Linked DNA regions of Oryzias latipes: region 1 is linked to region 2. A link is a contact called in public Hi-C data. All regions are on one chromosome and are shown on one strand. The core of a region is the stretch at or near the end of the contact, and the rest is flanking DNA. Distances in the headings are between cores, read along the strand shown.

Region 1 (5,341 bases), core at 1,577-4,076, 85 kb before region 2:
TTGTGCTACTTTCTATGTTTCTGGAGCTGTGCTGAACAAATCTGATGTCAACAGCACAATGTGAACGTTTCCATCTGTGTCTTATCATTTTTGCCAATCACCTCAATCAACATTCTATAATTTTTGAGAGGAGTACAACACTCAAGAAAGTTTCCTTTTTTTCAGGTTAACCCCTTTCATGCCTGGATTCATTTCCAATTACCGGTACGTGTAAAAAAAAAGTTTTTTTCCACATATTTTTTTTTCCCTTTAAGGTGGTGCTAAAATTAAATAGAACTCTAAATTTATGGCATGAAGAGGTTAAAGGTTAACTAATTCATGCAGAAATGTGAAATTTAATGATATAGCTTAGTTAGCAATTTACTGCTTTCTTTAGATAACACAATTATTTTGTAAAATTAGGGTTTTTATTGGGGTTTGGGAGAGGATGACTAAAGGATTACTCAACAGGAAATATACGCAAATGTTTGTCTCTGAAAGGTGGTCAACTTTTGGATCAACAGTTTTATTTTATTTTTTAATCAATTTTAATAGAAATTAGTGGTTTAATGGTTGCATTGAGTCTTGTTCTTCACTATGACTTGAAAAAAGGTTGCAAACTTTGCATCAAAGCAGAACTTATTTCAACTTTGTGTGAAGAGATTGTTAGTCAGATGAAATTATAAGCTGCACAAGTGTCACCGATAATACTCCTGACATCGTGACCAGTGCAGTCATCAGCGCCGGACAAACCCTCAACACTCAGTACAAACTGCTGCTGCATCATTAATTATGGAAGAGGAAAACAAAAGCAGAGAACATTGAATGCAATATGAAAAAACGAAGAAAGGAAGTTTGTCAGCCTAAAACATTTGTATTCCTCGTCTCTTCAGTGTTTTTATTTATTCCTTTAACCTCTGGACTCTGACTGAACCTCTCCAAAACAAACTTTTCCAATTTCATATGTGGATGAAATATTCTGCTTTTCTGTTGCGCTTCACTGACACAGGTTCTGAATGTTCCCCTTCACAGCAACAGCGGCTGAACTCCACTGATCTGCTCAGCCACAAACAGCTAACCCTCCAGACTGCATCAAACTGACTTCTTTTGATCAACTGGCATCTGAAAAAAGAGCAGAATTCCTTATAAACACTGTGGACACATCAAGGAGCTCTTACTCCAATCACAAGATCATTAGAAAGTCTCCTTGTCTATCAGAGATCTCCTTTATTGCTCCCATTACAAATATAGAATAATGAGGAAATATTTCTCTTCTGATTTTGAAGCCAAAAAAGGAGAAGGGTTGAACCATTTAAATTAGCTTTTTAAAACCTGATGTATTTCCTTTTCTTTCTTTTAATGTTGGATAATTTCCACTCAAATCAATCAGACGTTAGAATAAATAGACAACCAAATGTGTCATCTTTTTCTTGTGTTTATCTTAAATTTCATTTCTATAAACGAACCCAATTTGAAAGTCAGATGAGCTCTGAAGAACTCGTGCAAAACACGGGAAATTAAGCCTGGTTCTTGAGATAGACAAAAGTGTGTGATTAGCCTCCATCTCTGTTTTGAGGACCATTCCCTCCATCTGATGAAACAGCAGGAATCCTGACCTTATTATTCACTGTTTGCTGGTTTTATGAGTTACTAAATGTGGGGGTGAAAGACAGACAGACAAACAAAAATCCAATTTGTCCGTTTCCCCTTTTGCTTTTCCAGTTTCTCGCTCGATAGTTGGACACTATGTAATGCAAATGCAAGCCTTTCAGTCGCCTGTGATTGAAGCTCCTGATTAAAAAGGATGGACTGTCTGAAGTTTGCATATTGGATAGGAGAGGTAATCAGCCGTGTGGGAAGTTTCAATGACGCCTCAGAGGGAAGATATCTTTTATTGCAAAATACGGTCAGACCTGCCGCATGCAGGAGCCAAACTGTTTCTCACCCTTCTTTTTCTCCACGTTTGTTAAATAAAACTGCACGCATGACCTGAATTAACCACAGGTGCTCTTACAACTTCATCTGAATTCATCTTCCTCTTTGAATTTTATGGAAAAAGTGCAAGAGTCAACAGCTGGGTAGAGTAAATACACCATGCATGATGCATAATATTAAGTGATTTTTTTTAACATTACACATTCTAATCTGGTTTGAAATGTTGACTTGTGTTCATTTTTTATAAAACGCACAGTGTGGAACAACAGGTTATAATGCTTTAAAAAAGCGGGAGAAGGGCCACAATTTTGAGTTTGTAAAGAAAAAAAGTCCATTTTCATTAGCTTTTGTAGTGCGAAATATGTTTTTCTTTTTATTTGTATTTACAGGTTGTCATCTGTTTAAACTTGAATATTTTTGTCCTCAGTAAATCATCAAATTATATCTTAATAGTTGCAATGAGGTGTATGATGTTTTTTTTTTCTGTATGTGTTTTCTTTTCCTGTAGTGACAAATAATCTGCTCAAATTTGACAATGTCATGCTGCTTTATTTAAAATAAAATAATAATAAATAAAATAACTATTAAAAAAAAACTATAGGTGTACAATCTCTGTCTCCCACAAAGATAATAGGACCTTCCATTGTCAAAAAGTAAACATGACTGAGCCTCAAAGAATCCTTTTTGAATGATTCATTTAATATCCACTTGTAAAACTGTTAGATAGCACACAGTAACATGAATAATAAAAAAGATTTCTGTGTCATACTTTGATGTTTGGACATTCCTCGTGACTTTTTTCTTATTTGTGTCAAAACAAAGTTTAAAAAAAAAAGGAACGTGGAACCAGGAAGTTTTGTTGAAGTGGAAATAAAGCTTAGGCAGCAGCTTTTTTTCATGTCAGCAAACTTTGACACCAAAACATCAGCCCTCAGCTGGAGGGGGGTTTCCGGTGTGCGCACGCGCAGATTCGAAAGCGTCGGACCAGGCTGCGCAGGAGCGGATCAGACAAACAAGCGACGGACTTTGAAGCGTATCTTGACCACGTAAGTTTTTTCACGTTGATGAGAAGTTTCTAGCTTCGGCTTTGATCTTATTAAAGCGGGTTGAAGGCGGTTTGAGCACAGACACGGGAGCAAAAGACTCAAGTTTGACTTCCACAACAACACCGAAGTAAGCTAGCTCGCGGAAGCCCGCGTGACACTCGCCTGACTGTCAGTGTTTTTGCTTAACCTGCTGCAGCCCTAATCTAACGGGTGCAAGGGCACATCAAGCGCAACATTTAGTCCAACATTTCTCTCGTGTTAGAAGAGGAAATGAGAAACATATTTGTTGGCATAAAGAGTTTTGTTTTTTCAGAAAAAGAGGAAAGGTGCTTCTACTTTCACTTCTCCGTCTGGACTGATCTGGGAGAGGAGATCCATTCCATCATGGCTGCCGCTGCTCCATCCTCCTCCTCCAAAGGCAGCTTGAGGGAGGACCTGACGTGTGCCATCTGCTGTGATCTGTTCCGGGAGCCCGTCATGCTCCCCTGCATGCACCATTTCTGCAAACCCTGCATCTCCAGGTACTGGAGGGGAACTCTGGGACCCGTCAGCTGCCCGCAGTGCCGCAAGGAGTTCCATTCCAAACAGTTTCAGACCAACTTCCTGGTGGCGGCTATGGTGGAGAAGGTCCGTGCCACCACCTCAGACTCCTACACCAAGAGCCTGGAGGTGAGCATGGACTCTCATTTCATTTTTTCTTTGCATTTAAATAAAGTTGTGCAGGTTGAGTCGTGTTGTGTGCCACACCCTCCACCTTTTCTGGATGACATCTTGCCTCGCCACATGCATTTCTACAGTCTAGTATTCAGTCCTGGTCATGAACTTGCCCTTTTTAGCGTCACTGATTCGTCCCCAGCGGTGAAGGCTGTTCATTTCTCCGTGTTTTGAAATCACGGAGGCGAACTTATCTGCATTTTCTCCAGGAAACCATATTGATCCCTGCAGCAATGATAAGGCGGCACACGGCAGCTGTTAGTGCGAGCTTAAAGGCTGGACGGGGGTGAAACAGATTGATCATTAACTTCTGATGTCTGCTTTGTTTGTTCCTTTTGAAAGCCAAGAAGTTTTCAATCTAAAGTGGGATTACTATGGAAATATTTGCTGAGAGGAAGATGAATTGAAACTGTTTGGTTTTTAGGCCTGTGGTTTGGGATGTTTTTACTGATCGGTGTGCAAATATGCTTAAGCAGCATATTTTTTTGTTTTGGTCTTAATGAAGCTTCTGTGCTGCTTGCCATACTGCAGGTGGGGTTGGGGCTCTATTTTTCAGTATTTATTTTGGTTTAGACCCCATGTGTCACCATGGATGAGAAGTGCTTTATAAATAAAGGTTGATTTGATTTGATTACAGAAAAAACTCAGGGAGATGATGGAGAGCCACCGCCAAAGAAAAGAGAACTTCATCCTTGGTGTCCGCAAAGACAAAGACCTCATCAATGTCATAAACGTACGCACTTTCACTCTTTGGGGATCCAGACTGGTAGCACTGAACAGAACCTGTTATTTGCAGGATGTGTGCATAGTCGCAGACGTAGATACACACCAAAAAAGTGCATCGAGGTAGAATATTCTGATGCCAAAAAATAGAAATCCAATCAGTTTTTGGCCAATTATTTATCCCGCCTCTTTTTGAGTCATGAAATTCTCTAAAAAATAAAATACTAAATCTATTTTGAATTGATGTACATTAAATATACATCAGTTCAAAACAGCAGCTGATTTATAGAGTATTAGAGTATTTTATAAAGGTTTTATTTTGAAAATGAAACAATTTTACCCCTGAGGCAGTTACATCTCGGCAAAACCCCCCCAACTCACTATTAGGTGGTTGAAATAATCTTTTTTAATCTCACAGAGGAGAAATTACTCGTCACGGAAAGAGAAAAACAAATAAACAAACAAGGACTTCTTTCATAATCACTTGAACCAAACTCATTAAAAAATTGTGGCATTAGAGTTTGCAGGTTTACAGGATTAAAGGGGCCTGTGAGCCCAAAAAGAGCAGCTTTTATTCTGAAGATATTTTTTTAATAAGATAGAACATACAATTTGAAGCTTTGACAGTACAATTAACCTTGTGTTTTATGTTTTTTAATAATTATTTAAGAAGTTTTAACTCGAATTTTCCCATTTTTGTGTGACTGATCAAAATGTCAATCATCTCAAAGACGCTGCATTGGCTGTTCATTTTAATGTAATATTTCTCATTTGCGACGTTTGAGTTATCTTATAACATATTAGTTGTTTAAAAAAGCTCAAATTATATATTTTTCTGGCAATCTAACAGAAATTCTTTTTCTACGCATCAGAGGGTTGGGACAGACATAAAGACACGCATCAAAGGTGAATTCCAAGCTCTCCATCAGATTCTGGAAGAGGAG
Region 2 (5,352 bases), core at 2,041-4,540:
GCTCCTGAAAGCATCTTTGACAAAGTCTACACCAGTCAGAGTGATGTGTGGTCTTTTGGGGTCCTGCTTTGGGAAATCTTTTCACTTGGTAAATGTAATCACTTGATAACAACATTAATGAAAGCTTGGCATGCTGATTGATGAGGTTTTTTTCTTTTTTCTGTTACGAATAGGTGCATCTCCTTACCCGGGTGTGCAGATCGATGAAGACTTTTGCAAACGCTTAAAAGACGGCGTCAGAATGAGAGCACCCGAGACTGCCTCCCCGGAAATGTATTTCCCCTTTCCGCATTTGCTGAATAAAATAGGGTGTTTTTTTTCCCCTGTCAAATTGGATTTATAACCGTAAATCCCTTTAACTCATCAAGGCAGCTGTGAGACTAAATTTTTTTCTCATCCTTCATTCAGCTGACACCCACATCTAGAAAATGAGGCAGGATTAAATTCGTGTACATGAATACATTTGTGGGTACTTTGTCGTGACTGTGCTGCCCTCTTGTGGCAGATATGGAATCATGCTGGGCTGTTGGCAGGGCGAGCCCAAAGAGAGGCCGCCGTTTCCTGCCCTGGTTCAGATTCTGGGGGACTTACTGCAGGACAACAGCCTACCTGTGAGTCTTACAGGAGACGCAACATCAAGGAAAAGTTGTACTAGGAAAAATTAAAGTCTTTTGTTTGGTACATTTTTCTTAGGATGGGAAGGAGTACAACCCTCTGAATCAATCCCAGAGTTCGGAAGATGATGGTTTCTCACAGGCCTCCTCGCGCCCCGCATCTGAGGAAGAACTGAGACTGGCTTGCAATACGCTGCCTACCAGGTACTCAGCTCAGAGACATCCGAATCCAGAGAAGTTTAATTTGTTTAGGCAACCACATTTGCCAGATTTCCGACAATTTAAGACATTTCCAGTATGACTAACTAATTTGTTATATGTTCATAAATGCATAATGATTTTTTTTAATTTCAATTGTAATTTACTCAACTGTTTCTTTCTTTTGAATAATTAATCATGTTTAAGTGATTAATATTTTAATTTGGCGTTAATGCAAATTTGACCAGTTTGATTTTTTTTTCTTATTTGAATTTTTACTTTTATTTTACTTAATTACAGATGCCTTATATTAACACACAAAAAAAGAGCAAACTGGGAAATTAACTTTAGGGAATCCGTTTTTTTTCTACATCTTCATATGAGATTAGCTTGTTCAAACTAAAAGTATATTGTTATAAGTATAAAAAATATATAATTGTAGTTACATGTTTAGGTTTTAAAAAAGGATTCTACAATTTTTTCAAAAGATAAAACTGAACCAAAGTCATAATAAGAGAAAATGTCATGTTTGACTTTCTTGCTTTTTTAATTCAAGTGAGTTTGCTGCAGCAGGAGGATCTTATTTGACGCAGGATGTATTTTATTTTGAAAGGAACGTGTGCGTGCTGCTGTTAAAGGTTAAAGAAAATGTAATTTTTTGACATAGAAAATTATAAATACTTATGATTCAAATATTGCATTATTAAAACGCTACCTTTAAGAAGCATCGATAAACGATAAAGTGGGAATTAGCAGCTCTCGCTGAGTTTTGTTCTGTAAGAAGCTGCACCAAATGGCTTATTTAGTTGTAAAAGTTGTACATCCCTTGTTTAAACCGTTAAAAAAAATACCAGTTTCTCCAACAGGTATTACAACTGTGTACCATTTGCTGGCTGCGTCTTCCTGGAGCCCGCTAAAGCGTGCCAGCCCAGAGTGAAGACATTTGAGGAGTTCCCTTTGGAGATGCATTCCCACAAAGCTCCTCAAGTAAGCTTTTTATCCTATTTTTGAAAAGTGAAGCTGCTAAATTTTCAGTCAAATAGTTCTGAATCCATAACAGCCGCCGTTGGTGGGAATGGTCCGTAGTTTAGCCGATTACTTAACAACCACCTGACTGTTCTGGTGTGAAACTTTGTCTCCTGCCAGGAAAACCAGACTGACAGCGGCATGGTTCTGGCCTCGGAAGAATTTGAAAGACTTGAGCACAGCCACAGGGGGGCCATCCTGAAAAGGTTTGTTATTGAAACTCTAAGAAACCCCTTAAGGATGCACATAAACAGTCAAGAGATGAAGAAACTGTTTTGACTTTTGGACAGACGCATGCTCATAACTCACTGACAAATTGAAGTAAATGGTTTACAAAAGATGTTTTCACTGAAGATCTGCCATGTTTGGGTCAGAAAGGAGTCACTCTTCATTGGAAAGGGCGCAGTGTTTACTCTCAGTTTTGCGAGTTGAGGAACCAGATTTGCATGAAAAGAGTGAGGGTATGAGTCATCTTAAAACACAAAAGCTTTTTGGCAAACTTCTAATGAAGCTCTGACTCAAAACTGATGTGGAAGATCCTTGGTGTTTATCTAAAAAGGCTTTTATGTTCCTTTGTTTCTCCTTGATCTCCTAATAGTGACAAAGAGGCTGACCCTGTTCTAATAAAAACCCAAACTTGCTTCTAACATGATTGGAGCTCTTTTTCCAAAAAGAATTGATCAAAAATCACAGAAAACATGTCACAGGTTTAAATGAAAGGACTTGCAGAACTTTATATCGTTTAAAAAATGAATAAACTGTGTTCTTCCAGTCGGATGAGCAGCACCAGCAGCACCGAGCCTCTGACCTCCTCCCACTGTTCTCTGGGTCAGAACACCAGCAGCTCCCGGCTGCGGCCCAGCTTCTTCAACCAGCTGTCAGGACAGACCTTCTACAACAACGAGTACGGACACCTGTCCGAGGAGGGCTTCCTTGACTTCTACTCTTCACCAAACGCCCCCTGCCTGGCCTCCTCTAACGTCTGATCCCACCCCCAAAAATATAAAGACGGGGAGAAAAAAAAAGGGGGGTTAAAGGTTTGAGCATTCTGCTTCAAGGTCGGGTTATAACCAGAGCTGGCATCTCCTTCCCTCCTGTAGAGCCTCAACAGATGAACTGAACGTGCTCTAACCAGCCACTGGGTGGCAGCACTGCAATTCCAAAATATTGTCAAGTCATTCATTATTTTATGTCTTTTATATACAGAGTATTCTTCCTCTATTTTTGCAAGTTATACTTTATACAAGAACAAATAAAGACTTTTATCCTCCAGTTCTTTCGAATGTTTATCTGGCCTCCCATTGAGTGGCAGCAGAGTAGTCGAGACGAGCGCATTTCAGCAGATCAAGGATACTGAATCGCAGCAGTGGCAACAAATGACGACTGCCGGCAGAAGAATGTAGGCCAGCTGAGGAGGTGAGTCACGTTAAGAAGCTCTCATTAGGCCGTGGACGTAATCGTGGAGAGCGCTGTGACAGCTTAAAGCCGGCTCGCTGCACAGATGACTCCCTGCTGGGCGTCGGCTTCAGCTGCAGGAAATGACAGGATGCAAAATCCACCTCTTCCATGTTGGAGAGTCACACAAATCATCCCTGAACGGGAGGGGTTTACTCTGACATGTGAGGCGGGCAGCGACACCGGGTCACTCTGGGACACCGCTACTGCTTCAAGATATGAATTACTGTCGCCTAAATCTAGCTTTAATGACTATATTAATCAAATTAAGTCAATAACTTGGAGTAGGCTTTTAAAATGATAAGAAAACAAAGCAAACAATGATTTGAAATGTGCTTTTACTGGAGTAGGAAACAGCCCTACAGAAATCCAGGGCAGAAATGGGCGTCTTTTCAGGCAGAACAGGTTTTTAGGGTTTGTTGTTACCATACTTCAACAAAGAGGCTGCAATAGAAACAGTATAAAGAGATAGAAACCTTAGAAAAATGGAGCACAGAGAGAAAACCTAAAACTGACCTTTCAAAAACCAATTTTTATGTAAATAAACAAGATCTCAAGGCAAACGGGTGAACACTGAAGATAGAAAATAGGAATTATGTGAGTTTTTTGGGAAAAAAAAGGACTTTCAGTTTCGTTTTTTTACCATAAAACATAAAAAACCGTGAAAAACGTGTGGTTTGACGCTGACTGAGCAGGAAACCAATGCAATTTCGTCTCTTGCACACTTTACACTGATCTGCAGTCACACAGGTGATGCACCGAATGTGACTTGACACTTGAAAACGTACTTCACTTCAATCCGGCACACAGTTCTTTAAAATATATCCCCAAAGTAACAAGAGATGGCCTCTTCCCTTCTCTGACCTCCAATGACGGAGGAGACCGACATGTGATAGTCCACGCGTCAGACGAGCGGATGGAGCCCTGAGAGGATCTTGGGTAAAAGATACGCAGCCATGCAAGCCTGGTAGCTATATCTCATGTCGTAGACTCATAGTGGTAAATAAAAACCTCCACGAGAAAAGTTTTTTCTTTTGTTTTTTTGAGGTGGGATTTAGCAAACAGGCTTAGCATCGTGCCACATATAAATAAGAGCCCAGTCTGTGTTATCAGGACATCTTGCCTATCTGGATCTTCTTCCAGGCCTCGGAGGCGGTGAATATGCAGGAGTCGATGATTCCAGCGACGGTGAAGGTCCCTCCTACGATGGCACAAATCTGCAGGAATATCAAAAAAAGAAAAGCGTTTGAAGGTTTTGTGGTCAGCATCACAACAGGCTTCTCTCGATGCTCCTCGGCTGTGACTAATGATAACGCCTGGAAGAACAGTCATCTCCTAAGACGCAAACCTTAACTGCTCGTTAGCAAGGCAGGAAATGCCAGTGGGGACGTTTACTATCGAGCTGGATGCCACTTGAGTCAGATTTCCCTTACTCATTGTGACAGGTTGCATGGCTTTGGGGTAATTTTTTTTTTTTTTTTCATTGTTGGAGATCAAAGTTATTTAAAATCATTGCAGCTCAGTAATTTTTTACCATCTTTTGCTAACAGGTTAGCTTTGTCATGCCTTAAGGGCTAAACAATATCTTGATAACATCACTACAAAACAAACAAACAAAAAAATTTTGTTGTCAAAAACCAATTAAATTTTCATATTTCATTAGCTCACTCACTCGTACATTTACTCGTACATTTCACTTATCCCCATTTTTAACTTATTACTTTGCTCCAGAAGCCATTGTGGTTTTCTGGTTCTACCTTTGTTCGCGTCTTATTGTGAAGTTTTTTTTTTTTTTTTATCTCCCACTCCCTGTACTGACCGAGCGTTCACCTGTGTGTGTGTGTGCACAGATGCTCCCTTTTTGTCTGCAGATGAGGTCATGGTTACAGTAATCACAAGTTACCCAGGCTTCACGTTTACAAAACAAGCCTGAATCATCACTAGGGCTGTTGTTGTGCCTGACATTAAGAGAGGTTTGAGGGGATGCACAAGCATGCCAGTCAACGCTGGCCTGCGATTTGCTCTCATAAATCCAGATGACACTATTCAATTACAAACT

What was found. Hi-C and Micro-C count contacts between places; a contact is called where the count stands out from the background.
Region 1: a Hi-C map of embryo shows a contact between it and region 2, with 2.7 times the contacts expected there. The contact joins the promoter of LOC101170891 here to the enhancer-like site in region 2. A contact is called at or near these places in 4 of 5 Hi-C or Micro-C datasets (embryo and fibroblasts).

What each region holds. Positions count from the first base shown.
Region 1 is chr10:19,093,701-19,099,041 of ASM223467v1, reverse strand. It overlaps LOC101170891 (zinc-binding protein A33), which reads left to right and starts at 2,826. Exons shown (of 7, transcript XM_011492158.2): 1 at 2,826-2,960; 2 at 3,274-3,629; 3 at 4,312-4,407; 4 at 5,270-5,341. The coding sequence starts at 3,345. It overlaps LOC111948024 (a long non-coding RNA gene), which reads left to right. Exons shown (of 3, transcript XR_002874012.1): 2 at 166-204; 3 at 1,012-2,371.
Region 2 is chr10:19,009,404-19,014,755 of ASM223467v1, reverse strand. It overlaps ergic1 (endoplasmic reticulum-Golgi intermediate compartment protein 1), which reads right to left. Exons shown (of 10, transcript XM_023959282.1): 10 at 3,615-4,510. The coding sequence ends at 4,403. It overlaps flt4 (fms related tyrosine kinase 4), which reads left to right. Exons shown (of 30, transcript NM_001172043.1): 24 at 1-88; 25 at 174-273; 26 at 506-611; 27 at 694-818; 28 at 1,679-1,799; 29 at 1,959-2,044; 30 at 2,611-2,824. The coding sequence ends at 2,824. Among protein-coding and RNA genes, the nearest start is that of LOC110015764, 17 kb to the left of the region's middle. Within about 2 kb of position 3,290, at least 3 of the 8 cell types and tissues checked have an H3K27ac peak or open chromatin away from gene starts, as enhancers often do. A contact at or near this core is called in embryo, where this site is marked.